2 separate regions of the Bombyx mori genome follow, and region 2 is linked to region 1. The links are chromatin contacts, called in public Hi-C maps. All regions are on one chromosome and are shown on one strand. The core of a region is the stretch at or near the end of the contact, and the rest is flanking DNA. Distances in the headings are between cores, read along the strand shown. Region 1 holds the start of Faah (fumarylacetoacetate hydrolase). Region 2 holds the start of Mir274 (microRNA mir-274).

Region 1 (7,804 bases), core at 4,282-6,781:
AGGTCGCCGGGGACCAGGGTCATCACGCTGCACACAGTACGCGCACCGCTTACTCTAACATCATGTTAATAGCGGCCTGTATGAGCAGGCTGCAGCGTGAGGTCGGCTGCAGCTTGAGACGTGAGGCTATCTTGTCCTTTAAGCCAAAGTGCACGGCTGTTCTGTGCGTTTATGGTAAGACGACGGCACAAGCCGGGCGCGCTCAGCCCGGACCCCAATCAAGTTTTGGTGTCTATGGACTCCAATAATCATTTAACCCTAGGTGTACCGTCGGCTCGTTCGTTGCTCGCTTCTTGTTCCACTCAATGTTGTATAAATATTGAATATATACTGGCGTAGTTTATGGTATCGGTAACTTAACATATCTATACTAATATTATAAAGAGGAAAGATTTGTTTGTTTGTTTGTTTCGAATAGGCTCCGAAACTACTGGACCGATTTGAAAAATTCTTTTTCCATTAGAAGCCGACATTGTGCCTGATGAACATAGGCTACTTTTTTTTATTTATTTTTTATTTTTTTGTTGGTTTCATGTGTGTTTTAATGTTTCCGAAGCGAAGCGAGGGCGGGTCGCTAGTTGTGTATAAAGCACTTCGAATACTCCTTAGGGAACAGACTGTAGTGCTCAGACTCGATTAAACCTTCAGGCTTTCCTAGGGCCTTCGTAGAGCCACTAGGCGCACTAAAATGAAACACGCACAGAATTTGAAGTAGCTTCCACAGTTCCCCTTTCTAATATAATATTATGATATTGTATAATACTAGGTCTGTACCTGTGAAATTGCCGTTTAGTATACAGACAGTTAAAGTCATATTTTTATAATAATTATATAAACCTATTGTAAGCCAGCTTTGCCAGCGCAACGGTAACATTCTAATGTCTTACTTGAAGAAGTCAGGTGTACGGGAGCCAACAAACTCTTCAAAGGCATTTTGTACTGTCTGGTATGTACTAATTATTTATCTAAGTTTGGGAATAGTAGGAGTCTGGCGAGTACGTCAGACAGTCCAGAGCTTCTCCAGCATCGTGTTCAGTTCCCCACAGTGTGCACGCGCAGTAATGCTGCTGCCGTTATGTGTTGACCCGGCACCAGACCACCACACAGCGACCGTGACTTTTAGGGGTAAGGTTTCGTTTGGGAGAGTGTCTAGGAGTTGAACCAGAGTTTAACCTTTGTTACCTTTGCAATTTGATGCTGATTTGGTTCATTAGCATCATATTGTTTGGACGCTAACGTTGAAAGCTTCTGCCAACTATCGCAATGGAATTCGTATTTCTAACGTGCTCATGTCGATGAAGAAGTTGCAAATGTAGTGGAAACAAACCACTAATCAATAAACAATTAATGACCTTATTTGAAAACAGCACTCCATATTTTGATTATGTAACTAATATTCACTCTGACAACTGTCGAGTATTGTAAGCGGCAAGTCGACAGGTAGAGAGCGGGAGACTCACGAGGAGATCCTGTGCAGCAGGCTCGGGATGGAGTGCACTAGCTGCGCCGTGCTGCTGCTCTGCTTGAGGACCCCGTTGAGCGAGCAGGACACGCGCAGCTCCACGGCCGCGCCCACCTCGTCGCTCGTCAGCACGCACGGGCCCAGCGGACAGAACGTGTCCATGGACTGCACACACGCGCCCACGTGACTGACGCTATTCACTTTTTTTTCTGTTGCCCTTGTAGGCAGACGAGCACACGGCCCACCTGATGGTGAGTGGTTATCGTCGCCCATGGACTTCAGCAATGCCAGGGTCAGAACCAAGCCGCTGCCTACCAAATCTGCCTATCACTTACTGTAGTGCCGTGCTGTGAGCAGGCGTCGGGTACAGGGAACGGAGAGAACTTACGACAAACGTACAAACCGTGAATTTGTTAATTAACGACATAAAGGACGAATACAATTTCGACACGTTATTTAGAATTCAAAGGCAACACTTATTATTTGTATATGTACTACCCTAATAATAATATATAATATAAAATAAATACATACAATACAAATATTTATTCCCCCTATCTATACGCTGGTAGCCTAAGAGGCTATACAGGCTCAACCTCGGAGAATTTACTAAACTAACACGAACCCTAGCAAGAGGCGTGCTTCGCAGAATCTACCACCGGATCAGAAACGCGACCCACTGAGAAGATCCGGCGAGAAACTCAGTGGGCTGTGTAGTAAGCACCGTTAGTAGGGACGCAGGAGAATGTTGTGATTAATTTTTTTATAAACTTATGTATTTTTATTTTGTTTAATTCAAAAAAGTATGTAGCAAACGAAACTGCCAAATACAGAATTAGAAAAATACAAAAACAATGATTCCGGCCAGGATCGAACTGGCGGCCTTCTGCGTGTAAAGCAGATGTGATAACCACTACACCACGGAACCCGCTTACACATCGAGCTAAACGGCGGGTCTCTTTAACAATAACTTTCTGTATTCTCTGTAAATTACTTCATATTTTGTAAATAATTTAAAATGTAACATAACAAATGGTAAAGTAAGTCGATTTATCACGTCTAATGACTCGACTCATCTTCATGAAATTAATCCACCGCGTTATGAGTCCCAGAAAGGAACAAGGTGGGTCCACAATTATAATAACTCATTATTAAACAGCAAACCCGACTGCGTTTAAAATACAAAATTAAAAGCGAAAACAGCCTTTATAAACCGTCGGGTTGCGTGGCTGCAGCTTTGGTAAAAAAAAAAATGGTTTATGAAGATTATGTCTATTTTCTTCAATACATTTTTCAAATGATCAAGTAGTAGAGGAGGCAGTAGTAGAGACGTACCTTCCCTAGCAGGAACTGCCCCATGTTCTTCTCTTTCTGCCAGTCCCTGGCGCTGATGTCCTGCGCGACGGTGTACCCGGCCACGTGCTGCAGCGCGTCCTCCTCGCGCACGCAGCTGGCCTCGCGCCCCACCACCACGCACAGCTCCACCTCCCAGTCCACCTTCTGCAAACAGCCGCTGTGCTTCATCGACAAACTTGCCCTTGATCAATACCGCTCCCGGGAACTTTTGTAATAGCAATAGAAGGTAAGAGTCTACACACATCTCGGTCTGGTTCAGTATCGCTCGAGGTGTTTGTTAATGTTGTCCTCGGTGGTCCGTGACACTCACTAAGCAAGTCTACAATATGTGGAAGTCCAGGACCTTATTATGATGACTCTTATTAGTCAACTTGAATATCACATCTACTCGTGTAGTAGTGTTTATCCAACAACAGTCAAAATATAATTTATACATGCTGGGTTTGGTAAATTGGGTAGTTGATATATACAGATGAACACAGAATACAATGTTTCATTCAATACCTACAGAACAGAATACTATCATTATATCATCATTATTTTTAAAAAGGTCTTATTATTTAATTACCCCTGTAGTGATGTAAATTATAAGTACAGAAGTCGAGGGATTGTAGATACAAAGTCATCAATAAGTGTGCGGTCACCTCCTGTTACTGCTAATAATATCCATAAGCGACAATGGCCACGCACCATCCAGAGGCCATTCGCCTTCAGGCACTGACTTCAAGATCATCTTGATAGACATACAGAGGTCAGTACTAGCACGGCAAGGGGGAGCCACCGTCAACACCAGGCCTCAACAGTATAACAGATGAGTCTATATTTATACTTATTAGGCCCTCATTTCTGAAGGTGATCATGAGCTCCTTGATTTATTCAAACTGACAACAGAAATTATATAAGGCGATGCGATGCAATGCGAAGATGCCATTTTTAAATGAATTAATTAATAAGAATATCGTGGGCGCCTTCGTATAAAGAAAGCAGACAAAATGATACTAAAAGTGTTGAGTTCGGCGAGATCATGTGCACCTACACGGCGCGGAGAGATTTAATTGACCCCAATTGGCGCACGTCGGCGTCACGTCGCTCTCCTGTGATTCACGCTGATGGTTGACCCTAACAGCTCTGGTACACATAATAAGAATTTTTAACATTTTCATTAATCTATGGGTTGGCATGAAAGCGCTTAGCATCAGGTGAACCTTGAACACCTGCACTTGTGAACAAAAATAAAACAAACACAATTTTAGTGAACATGTCTACTGCAAAGCAGTTCACTGGTGGCAATCAGACTTCATTGACTATGCTGCTGTGATCAGGGCCTTTCATTGCAGTGATGGAATGCATGGATCTGGGTTTTTGTTACTTTTTCAGATATTATGTTCAATATATATTGTTCCAAACCATTCTGTGTATACTGCATATAGAGTAGATGACCCCTGGGCCCTAATAGTTCTTGAGTATGAGAATAATTAACACCAGACAAGATAGAGTGGATAGGCAGAGTGATGCTAGCCACCAGTGAGGGCAAGCAAGATGTCCGCAACTAACTTTGGAATTCATTGGTGTATTTACACCAAAAAAAAAAAAAATTTATTTGTATTAAATTCTAACCTTAGTAACATCAGTTCTGATCCTAACAGGCTGATCAGGTCCAATGATGGTGCTTGAAAATTTACTGAACACCATCGGCACAGGAGGTGGGGTGAGATTCTGCTCTTGGCAGTGATCCTTGTAGTTCAAGCCGATACAGAGGATTTTATCTACACCATGTATGGGTGCAGTTAGAGTGACTGATGATAGTGGTATAGTTGCTGGTTTTGTTGATTTCAACCTATTAAGATGGAAAATAAAGATCTGATAACTTACTTTTTTTTAAATTATATATTTAGTTGTGTATGAAACTAAAGTCTTAAGTGACCATTGAAAGCCTAACTTAACAACATGAATATGATAACCAACTCTAAGACATTACTATAAAATTGTAAGTTCCCCACTCTTCAAACTCGAACACATTTTTCACAACATTAATAAGCAGGACCACAGCGTACACTGACGAGCACTCACACTTTACCCTGCTTACAGAAAACAATTAACAGTTAAATAAGCTTTTTTGTGTTAATAAACTTTTTCAAAATACATTAATTTAAAGATAATTGTGTTTGTGAAAATAAATTTCAGCTTATAAATGTACTCACTTCTTCACTTTTTCTAAGTCTCCATTCCTGAGTATTTGGAGCAAAGTGGTCGGCAAACTGGAGTCCGCCTTATTAATATCTACAATATCATCTCCTTCCAGGTAGCCCACACGTATATTTTTTGGACTATCTTTGTATGAAAACTGAACTAACTTCATGTTTCTAGTTTTAGTTACAGAAAAACATCTAATTGTATTCAGAAAAATGTCTATTTTATTGACACTTTTCGATAATATGTGACTTTTCATGAAAGATAACGCGGAACCACCTATCACTCTACTCATGGTTTAGGTACTTCGTAAAGATTTAGGCGCAATCAGCAATACGTAAACAAAACCATTGAGACTTATGTAACGTCCAATTCGTTTATCGCGATTTTGATCGAAGCAGTGAACGCTAGTTTTGACCAGTTTTTAAAGCAGAAAGTAGTGTGTGAAGTGAAGAATAGATTTTATTTTGATCAGTTTCCTGTTTACGTCGCTACCTATCCATAGGTTATTTCAATGCATGAGATTGTAACATATGCGAAAACTAGTAGCTAGTATTCGCTTGTGTAAATATAAATTCTATAATTCTATTGTTCAAAATGTTATTATGATGATGTAAACTTTTTTTTAATGGATTTTATGACCTGGTAACTAAGACCTTTAGGTCATGTCTTATTTTAATTTTTATTCTTATTTTTAAGATAAATGATAATATGGAGTGAAATGAAATGAAGATGAATAATTTGGGACATTAATCAACAGGGATGAAATTAAATGAAATGATATGGGATGAAATATAATCTCAGTAAAATGATATTTTTTCAATGGACTTTTTGGAGGATCCCGAGAAGTTACGTCCAGCATCTTTGTTTCATTTTCCCACATTTGTGCACTTTCACAGATATTAAACTGTTAATAACCCACCGTTATTACACATTTAAACCTGAAGAAACACAAAATAGACAAAATAAAAATAATCACACACCTTCACTTTTCGCGTCCCCGCCAAAAACTTTGTAAGCATTAAAAACAGTGCCGCATTTTTTATTTTTAAGGATTTTATGACCTGGTCACTAAGACCTTTAAGTCATGTCTTATTTTAAGTTATATTCATAATATTAAGAAAAATGATAATATGGAGTGAAATGAAATGAAGATGATTAATTTGAGGCATTAATCACCTGGGATGAAATTAAATGAAATGATATGTGATGAAATATAATCTCAGTAAAATGTGATTTTTTCAATGGACTTTTGGACAATCTCGAGAAGTTACGTCCAGCGTCTTTGTTTCATTTTCCCACATTTGTGCACATTCACAGATATTAAACAGTTAATAAACCACCGTTATTACACATTTAAACCTGAAGAAAGACAAAATAAAACTAATCACAAAACTTCACTCCTCGCGTCCCCGCCAAAAAGTTTGTAAGTATTGTAAAAACAGTGTCGTATTTTTTTGATGAGATTTTATGACCTGGTGACTAAGCCCTTTAAGTCATGTCTCATTTTAATTTATATTCTTATTTTTATGAAAAATGATAATATGGAGTGAAATGAAATGAGATGAAATATAATCTCAGTAAAATGGTGGTCATTTACTGAGATTTTTTCAGTGGACTTTTTGGAGGAGCCCGAGAAGTTACGTCCAGCGGCTTTGTTTCATTTCCCCACATTTGTGCACTTTCATTAAACAATTAATAAACGTTGTAAGTAATGACGTGTTTTGCGCGACGTCGACTGATTACCATTCGGTCTACAGGATCGCGTATGTAGTTTCCAGCGGCCACGACAAGAGGGTTCTCATGTCGTGCCACCTTCTCAAAGTGGCGCAATGATGCCGACTGTAGATACTTACTGACCGAGTCAAGTTCCAGGTCATTATGGAGATCCACGTTCCTGAGGAACCATGGTGCTCCGACGGCTATCCTGCAAAATCGGGATTGAATAACCTGAAGGGTTTTCAAGTTTGTGCGGGCCGCGTGAGCGAACACTAGGCTTGCATACGTCATGACGGGGTGTATGCGTTTTTTTTTTATTGCTTAGATGGGCGAAAGAGCTCACAGCCCACCTGGTGTTAGTGGTTACTGGAGCCCATAGACATCTACATACATACAGACATCTACTTTAAAAGTTCTAAGGTCTCGTATAGGTACAACGGCTACCCCACCCTTCAAGCCCCAGAAATAGGCGGGGTGGTGGTACCTACCCGTGCGGACTCACAAAAGGTCCTACCACCAGTGATTACGCAAATAATAATTTTGCGGGTTTGATTTTTATTACACGATGTTCTTCCTTCACCGTGGTTTGTGGAAGTCAATCATGAACATTTGTAGTTTTGTAGAGAGTTACCTTATTACGGAGGTAAAGTTTGCTTCGCTTGCAAAGCATAGCATAATATGAAGGCGGCACGGTCGCGAACCGTTTTGATATGGGGACGGAGTGTCATCCCTCTGTCGAGGGTGACGCCTAGGTATTTGACCTTCGAGGCCCATGGTATGGGCTGGCCAAAGAGTAATGGGGCTAACGGCGGAGGTGTTAACGCGCCTATTAAGGAGTGGGATGCTCGAAGTGGTATTCGGAAGGCGACCACTTTTGAAGAGCACCGCTGTGCTTTTCGTGGCGTTGGTGTCAATGCGCCACTTCCGGAACCACTGTCCCATGGTGGTTACTGCGATCTAGAGTCGCCGATGCAAAAGCGACTTCTTCCTACACGAGTAGTAGATAGCCGTGTTATCGGCGAAGAGCGCTAGATGGGTCTCCGGAGACCGGGGTATATCACTGACATACAAACTAAA
Region 2 (7,023 bases), core at 3,408-5,907, 37 kb before region 1:
TTGCTAGTATGCTATAGTATAAGTTGGATACCAGTAAAGACATGTTCGAGACGTTTCTTTTTTTTTTTTAGTTTTTTTTTATAGACACCCTATGTTATTTGTGCTCTGCGTAAGCCCTGTCCCGCCGTCTCAATAGCTCCGACTGGGTTCCCGCCCGGTCCAGAGTAGGGCGCCGGCTGTGAGCGGCAGGAGTTTTTAATGAGGTTCGACTCCCACATACCCCACCTGCCGTGCGGGTGGGGATCCGGAATCGTCACCTCGTACATAATAATATGTTGAACGATATGACCGTAGAGACGACGCGTGTTCACACACACGGCGCGCGCCTTCGGGTGGAAGGGTAAAACAACCCGCTACTTCTTTATTTTTTGTCTATCTAAGCTGATAGCCTTGAGAGGCTATGTCAGCGTATCCCTAACAAATAGGTGAGCTCACGGGGCTCAAACCTGACAACGTTGCTAACACGAACCCTAGCAAGAGCCGTGCTTTTTCAGAATCTATCACCGGATCGGAAGCGCGACCCACTGAGAAGATCCGGCGAGAAAGTCAATGGGCTGGGTCTGTGGATCCGCCAATTGATTACGTCAACGCAACGAAAATTACAAACTTTATAGCTCTTTAGTAGGTCTGGGTTTTAATTGCTAACATAAGTGGCCGAACTTATGGCCCACCTGATGTTAAGTGGTTACCAGAGCCCATAGACATCACCCGGGTCATTGCCGCCACCCTTCTTGAGACATGACTTCTAAGGTCTCAATTTTTACAGTACAACGGCTGCCCCACCCTTCAAACCGAAACACATTACTGCTTCACGGCAGAAATAAGCAGGGCGGTGGTACCTACCCGCGCGGACTCACAAGACCTTCTACCAGCTGTAGTTACGCGGTTTTTTTGCGAATTTGTTTTGTTACACGATGTTATTCCTTCCCGTGGAAGTAATTCTTGAACACTGTCAAGTGCGACGTATTTTATTCGAACAATTGGTACCGGCGCAGTCGCGGCGCTCGATGCAAGTGCACCGCCTTATCCTCCAGAAATCATTTAATGAATCTAGTTTTAATTCAAATTAGTGGACTTCAAACGAAGACTACATCGGATTCGAACAACATACTGTGAACTGGTGTCCCTAGTTGTTATATATGTTCAGTAGAATACCGGGTCTCATAGAGCTGAAGCCACAAATGACGAAATACAAGCACTCGGCGTCACTTTCCTCCTGGAGTGTTCTAATGCGAACAGTACGAGGAGTATGGGCAGCTGCTTTGCTATTATACGGACGCTTAGAGTCGTTCTTCGAGATGGCGCAGTATTTATTTACGTTTTATCGTTTCCAGGGTGTCGCGGCTGTCGAGCAGTAAGTGCGACGTGAGCTGGTCCCTGCAGAGGCCCGGCTGGTGGCTGGCGGCTGTTGTTAGGCGAAGTTGGTTTGTGACCGTCACTAACGGGCAGTGTTAATACGGTTGCTCGTTTTGGCGATCGCAAAATGAACTCGCTTGACTATAATCTACGATCTGTCTCCCCGCCCCCCGCCTCCCGCCGCGCCCGCTCCCCCGCTCGTGAGCCGCGGACCATGACATAGAGAAGGTGGAAGGTGCGAGCGCGACTGGCGACTGGAAGAAATGGACGCTACTGGTCGAGTACCGTCGGATCGGCACAGCTCGAAGAACTCATTGTCAAGCGTGCAACAGTCGTTTAAGCTATAACACAATGTAATAGACATATAAGTTACGGTAAAAGTAGATATTGCGGCAAATGTACACATTTTCCGGTAAATGTGCACATTTGCCTCCTCGTTTGGGTAATGTGCATTCAACTAACATTTACAATTTTAAAGAAGGGAAATATACATTAAATTCACAATGACCATGTCGCTTTGGTAAATGTGAGCATGAGATACAAAATACGAAATCGCAAGTGCAAGTAATGTGGTGCGCATGCGCATACGCACAACTACAACCTAACCTTTTTTTTTTCCGGGCCGGGGGCCGAACCTCCTACGAGGTCCCCGCGCATAAGGGGCGCGCGGGGTATGTGAGACTCAACGATCTGCAGGTGTTGAGAGCAGATCGCGGGCCCAAGGATTTTAGGGCCCACCCACTAAACGACTCCCCTGCACTCTTACACCCGACGTCAGATCTCTGTCCGGGGTCAGAACCTGGTCAGAGTAGGGGGGTTCCCGCGGCTAACAGTACAACCAGACTCGCGGCGCCACCCCGAGGACGCCCAACCGACGGGGCGTCGAGGCGATAGTCGACGACCAACGACGTCGGTCTCCGCGGTACGGCGCCCCTACCAGTCCGCCCGGGCGGTGCCGCTGGTGTTCCGGGATACCCCGCTGGGCCAGAACCAGCCTGCCGGGAACTACAACCTAACCTAACCTAATCTACGACATGCTATATAATATGCAAAGAAAAGTATGTTTTGTTTGTCATTAACATTTTTTAATTAAAATAATTTTCGTTACTAAAGCCTTTTGTATTATATTTATTTCAATAATATTTTTTTTACTGCAACAACATTATTAATTTATTTGTATTCCAACTTTTCTTAAAACATGAAGTTAAGAAAAACATGAAGGCAAGCGTACACATTTTCCGGGAATGTACATATACATTATATTCGGTTCACATATACCTAACTTTTTAGTAAAAGTGTACATTTCCCAAGAGTGTACATTTACCGTAACATATACACACATAATGTTGTTAACTTGTGTTAAATAATAATTAATAAAATAAAATAAATAAATAGTATATGTACTTTGAGTTTGGTGTGAAGTACTAGAGTTACATTGTGAGAATGACGGGCGTTATATTTATTAATATCTTACAAATAATAATAATATATTTTAACAAAATAATATTACTCAAATGTGGTTCATCATTAATGTATGATTGCAATAGCTAATACATCGTTTATGGTCAGTGCTCAGAGGACAGGAGGGCCCGCCCTCTCGGCGCGCTCCTACCGCTTGTTTCGTGTATTATATTTAATAGAACTTATCTTCTTAGTACATCATAAAGGAGTTAGAAATTCTAAGTTTAGTTTTCATTGAGTTCTGGAGTTGTGAAATCATCATTGCGCTCATCATCACTTAGAAGCCATTTTAGGCGCATAAGAAAACAAAAGTATGTTATTAAAACAATCATTTATTAATGAAGAAACAAACACAACCATTAGTCCCTTTATTTGTACGCCTATTATGTAATTACAAAATAAACTTATGAATAGAGTAAGCAACATTATTGTTTTCGTAAGCAGGTAACGGAACACCACACTCACTAACAGTTTTTATTTTTTATTGTTTAGGTAGGTGAACGAGCTCACAGCCCACCTGCTGTTAGGTGATTACTGGAGCCCAAAGACATCTACAACGTAAATGCGCCACCCACCTTGAGATATGAGTTCTAAGTTCTCAAGTATAGTGACAACGGCTGCCCCACCCTTCAAACCGAAACGCATTACTGCTTCACGGCAGAAACAGGCAGGGTGGTGGTACCTACCCGTGCGGACTCACAAGAGGTCCTACCACCAGTACTTACGCAAATTATAATTTTGCGGGTTTGATTTTTATTACACGATGTTATTCCTTCACCGTGGAAGTCAATCGTGAACATTTGTTGAATACGTATATCATTACAAAAATTGGTACCCGCCTGCGGGATTCGAACATCGGTGCATCGTTAGATACGAATGCACCGAACGTCTTATCCTTTAGGCCACGTAGTCCTGGTACATTTCGGATATTTCTAGTTTCCACGCTACCCGATGATATGTAGGCGAAGTAAAATGTCCCTTAGAAATAAGGTGACACTCTACAAAACTTGCATACGCCCCGTCATGACCTATGCAAGTGTAGTGTTCGCTCACGCGGCCCGCATACACTTAAAATCCTTTCAAATCATTCAATCCCGTTTTTGCAGGATAGCCGTCGGAGCCCCGTGGTTCGTCAGGAATGTCGACCTCCATGACGACCTGGACTTAGAGTCCATCAGTAAGTATCTGCAGTCGGCGTCCATGCGCCACTTCGATAAAGCGGCACGACACGAGAACCCTCTCATCGTGGCCGCCGGTAACTACATTCCCGATCCTGCGGACAGAATGGAAAGTAGTCGACGTCGCCCCAAACACGTCATTTCGGATCCTCCCGATCCACTAACGGTGCTTTTAGGTACCTCAAGCACCGGTCACCGTTCTCGTCGAACCCGTCGCTTGCGACGAAGGGCTCGACGAGTAAATTAACTCTCAGACACAGCCCACTGAGTTTCTCGCCGGATCTTCTCAGTGGGTCGCGTTTCCGATCCGGTGGTAGATTCTGCGAAGCACGACTCTTGCTAGGGTTCGTGTTAGCAACATCGTCAGGTTTGAGCCCCGTGAGCTCACCTACTAAAGTTAGGGTTACGCTGACATAGCCTCTCAAGGCTATCAGCTTAGGTAGGAAAAAAAAAAAAAAAAAAAAAAGTTTCCACGCAGCGGCTAACCGTTACCCTAGAATCTCTATGGGTCCTGTGGTGGAGTAACTTCATAAAATGTAATACATATGACGTTTGCACAGCCCACAAGCCGCCGCGTGCCCCGCCGCCCTACCCGCTCTGCTACTGAGCCTTCTCAGTTCTCTGTACAATAAGCTAATTAATAAGCGTTCATGTTGAACCCAAACACAAGCCCGCGTGTCTGTACGTGGTACTACATACAGACACGTGACGGGCGCACGTCGCGAGCTGTTCCACACGCGACTGACGCGACAAAACATCCAAATGTGATAACATATATATATTTTTAAATCAATGCATATAATAAAACCTCCTATGTGTCTGTATATTGAAGATAAGCAATAAAAATAGAAAGAGAACAACTAAACCAAAGCAATAGAAGATAAACAAGCGACTATTTTAAAGTTATTTTTCTGTTATTTTGCGAAGATCTTCGGAACTTTTATTTATGTATTTTTTATTGCGTAGATGAGCTTAGAGCCCACCTCATGTTAAGTGGTCACCGGAGCCCATAGATGACTACAAGGTAAATGCGCCACCCACCTTGAGATATAAGTTCTAAGGTCTCAGTATAGTTACAACGGTTACCCCACCCTTCAAACCGAAACGCATTACTGCTTCACGGCAGAAATAGGCAGCGCGGTGGTACCTACCAGCGCGGACTCACAAGAGGTCCTACCACCTGTAATTACGCAAATTATAATTTTGCGGGTTTCATTTTTATTACACGATGTTATTCCTTCACCGTGGAAGTCAATCGTGAACATTTGTTGAGTACGTAATTCATTAGAAAAATTGATATCCGCCTGCGGGATTCGAACACCGGTGCATTGCATGATACGAATGAAACGGACGTCTTATCCTTTAGGCCACGATGACATCTCTTCGACTCTAAATGGAAGTTCATATAATTTGGAGGAGAATACAGACTTTGTTGCCAAATGTTATCGTCAACTAAAGATTCAACTTTTATTTTTGAGTGCTGCCTGGTGTTCGAAGTTATGTAGTCAATAATACGATTAATGAATAGGGAAGCAGCTCTACCGGGAGCAGGTGCAGCGATCCTGGTACATCCGGCCGCTGAGTTTCTCGCCAAATTTTCTCAGCGGGTCGCGATTCGGATCCGGTATTCGCGAAGCAGTAGCCTCCGAGGTTTTAGGTGTCCTTTGGAAGTTTTCGGGCAGATGGTATAAAATTCCACCCCTCCCGGCTGAGACCGAGCTCACCTCTCTGTCCTGGTTAAGCCGAAAAGGCCAACGGGATCCATGCATCTTTAAAAAAAGCTGCAACTATAGTCGGATCGTTGATAGCTGCTGTTACCAGAGCCGTTCAGTATATATATTATTTATTCTACGATCGCTAAAGCCGTGGCGCAGCTTTTTCAGTACAGAGGGTAAGGCTGGCCGTGTACTATGATATGACATATAAGAGTAAAGAACAAAATATCTTCGGCTCTTCTTCCTGGTAAAATTGCATTCCGCAAAAAACTTCTTGAATAACAAACATTTTGATTTGTTACCTCTTAGAATAGCGCTCCTACCTACTAACAGTCACTTAAGAGCTTGTAATGGACTCGACGTGGAGACAAGTTCACACGTCTGATGTGGTGGCGAGTTGGCGACGCACACACACAATGCTCAGTTGTTACGCAAATCTCTACATTCTGCGGGTTTCGTTTAGTACCACTAATAGGTACCCTAGTACCATAAATAGGCAGGGCGGTGGTACCTACCCGTGCGGACTCACAAGAGGTCCTACCACCAGTGATTACAAATATGAAGTGCCAACAACGATGTGAACAAGGCATTCAGTTATTTGTTGAGTTATTTATTAGGTCACTGGAACTCTGATGTAAGCGGTTTTTATTACGTCTTTAACTATGAAGTAGCAATTTAATACACAGAAAGTTAAAATCATATTTTTTTAATTTAATTTTATTTTTTACGACGAGAACGATGACCGGTGCTTGGGATACCTAAAAGCACCGTTAGTGGATCCGGAGGATCCGAAATGACGTGTTTGGGGCAACGTCGACTGCTTTCCATTCTGTCCGCAGGATCGGTAATGTAGTTACCGGCGGCCACGATGAGAGTTCTCGTGTCGTGCCGCTTTATCGAAGTGGCGCATTAATTTCGACTGCATATACTTACCTACTAATGGACTCTAAGTCCAGGTCGTCGTGAAGGTTGATGTTCCTGACGAACCATGGCGCTCCGACGGCTATCCCGCAAAGACGGGATTGAATGATTTGATATTAAACAAATGATGATCGTTTACTATTATTAAAAACAACCTCTTTTTCATCGGAAGTGACAAAGCGGTTCGGAACCCGTCCGTGTGTGTCCGGCGCCACACGAGGCCCGCCCTCCCGCAGGGCGCGCCGGCATAGTGCAGTTGTGTTGCCAACTTGACGCTGATGGACAGATACTGCTGGGACGCTAACGTCGAAAGCTTCTCCCAACTCAGCGGCATACTGAGCATCGTCAGCTTCCATTCTCGCCTTCAATTCTGTCGTTATTCACTGTAGTTT

What was found. Hi-C and Micro-C count contacts between places; a contact is called where the count stands out from the background.
Region 2: a Hi-C map of posterior silk gland shows a contact between it and region 1, with 2.0 times the contacts expected there. The contact joins the enhancer-like site here to the promoter of Faah in region 1. A contact is called at or near these places in 2 of 7 Hi-C or Micro-C datasets (posterior silk gland and whole pupa).

Annotation. Positions count from the first base shown.
Region 1 is chr26:11,519,850-11,527,653 of ASM3026992v2, reverse strand. It overlaps Faah (fumarylacetoacetate hydrolase), which reads right to left and starts at 5,531. Exons shown (of 5, transcript NM_001110293.1): 1 at 5,020-5,531; 2 at 4,436-4,655; 3 at 2,798-2,962; 4 at 1,461-1,627; 5 at 1-27. The coding sequence starts at 5,303. TRNAV-UAC (transfer RNA valine (anticodon UAC)) reads right to left here and starts at 2,390; the gene lies at 2,318-2,390.
Region 2 is chr26:11,557,180-11,564,202 of ASM3026992v2, reverse strand. Mir274 (microRNA mir-274) reads left to right here and starts at 1,404; the gene lies at 1,404-1,498. LOC110385179 (a long non-coding RNA gene) reads left to right here. Exons shown (of 4, transcript XR_009976833.1): 4 at 1,335-3,240. Within about 2 kb of position 4,657, at least 5 of the 8 cell types and tissues checked have open chromatin away from gene starts, as enhancers often do.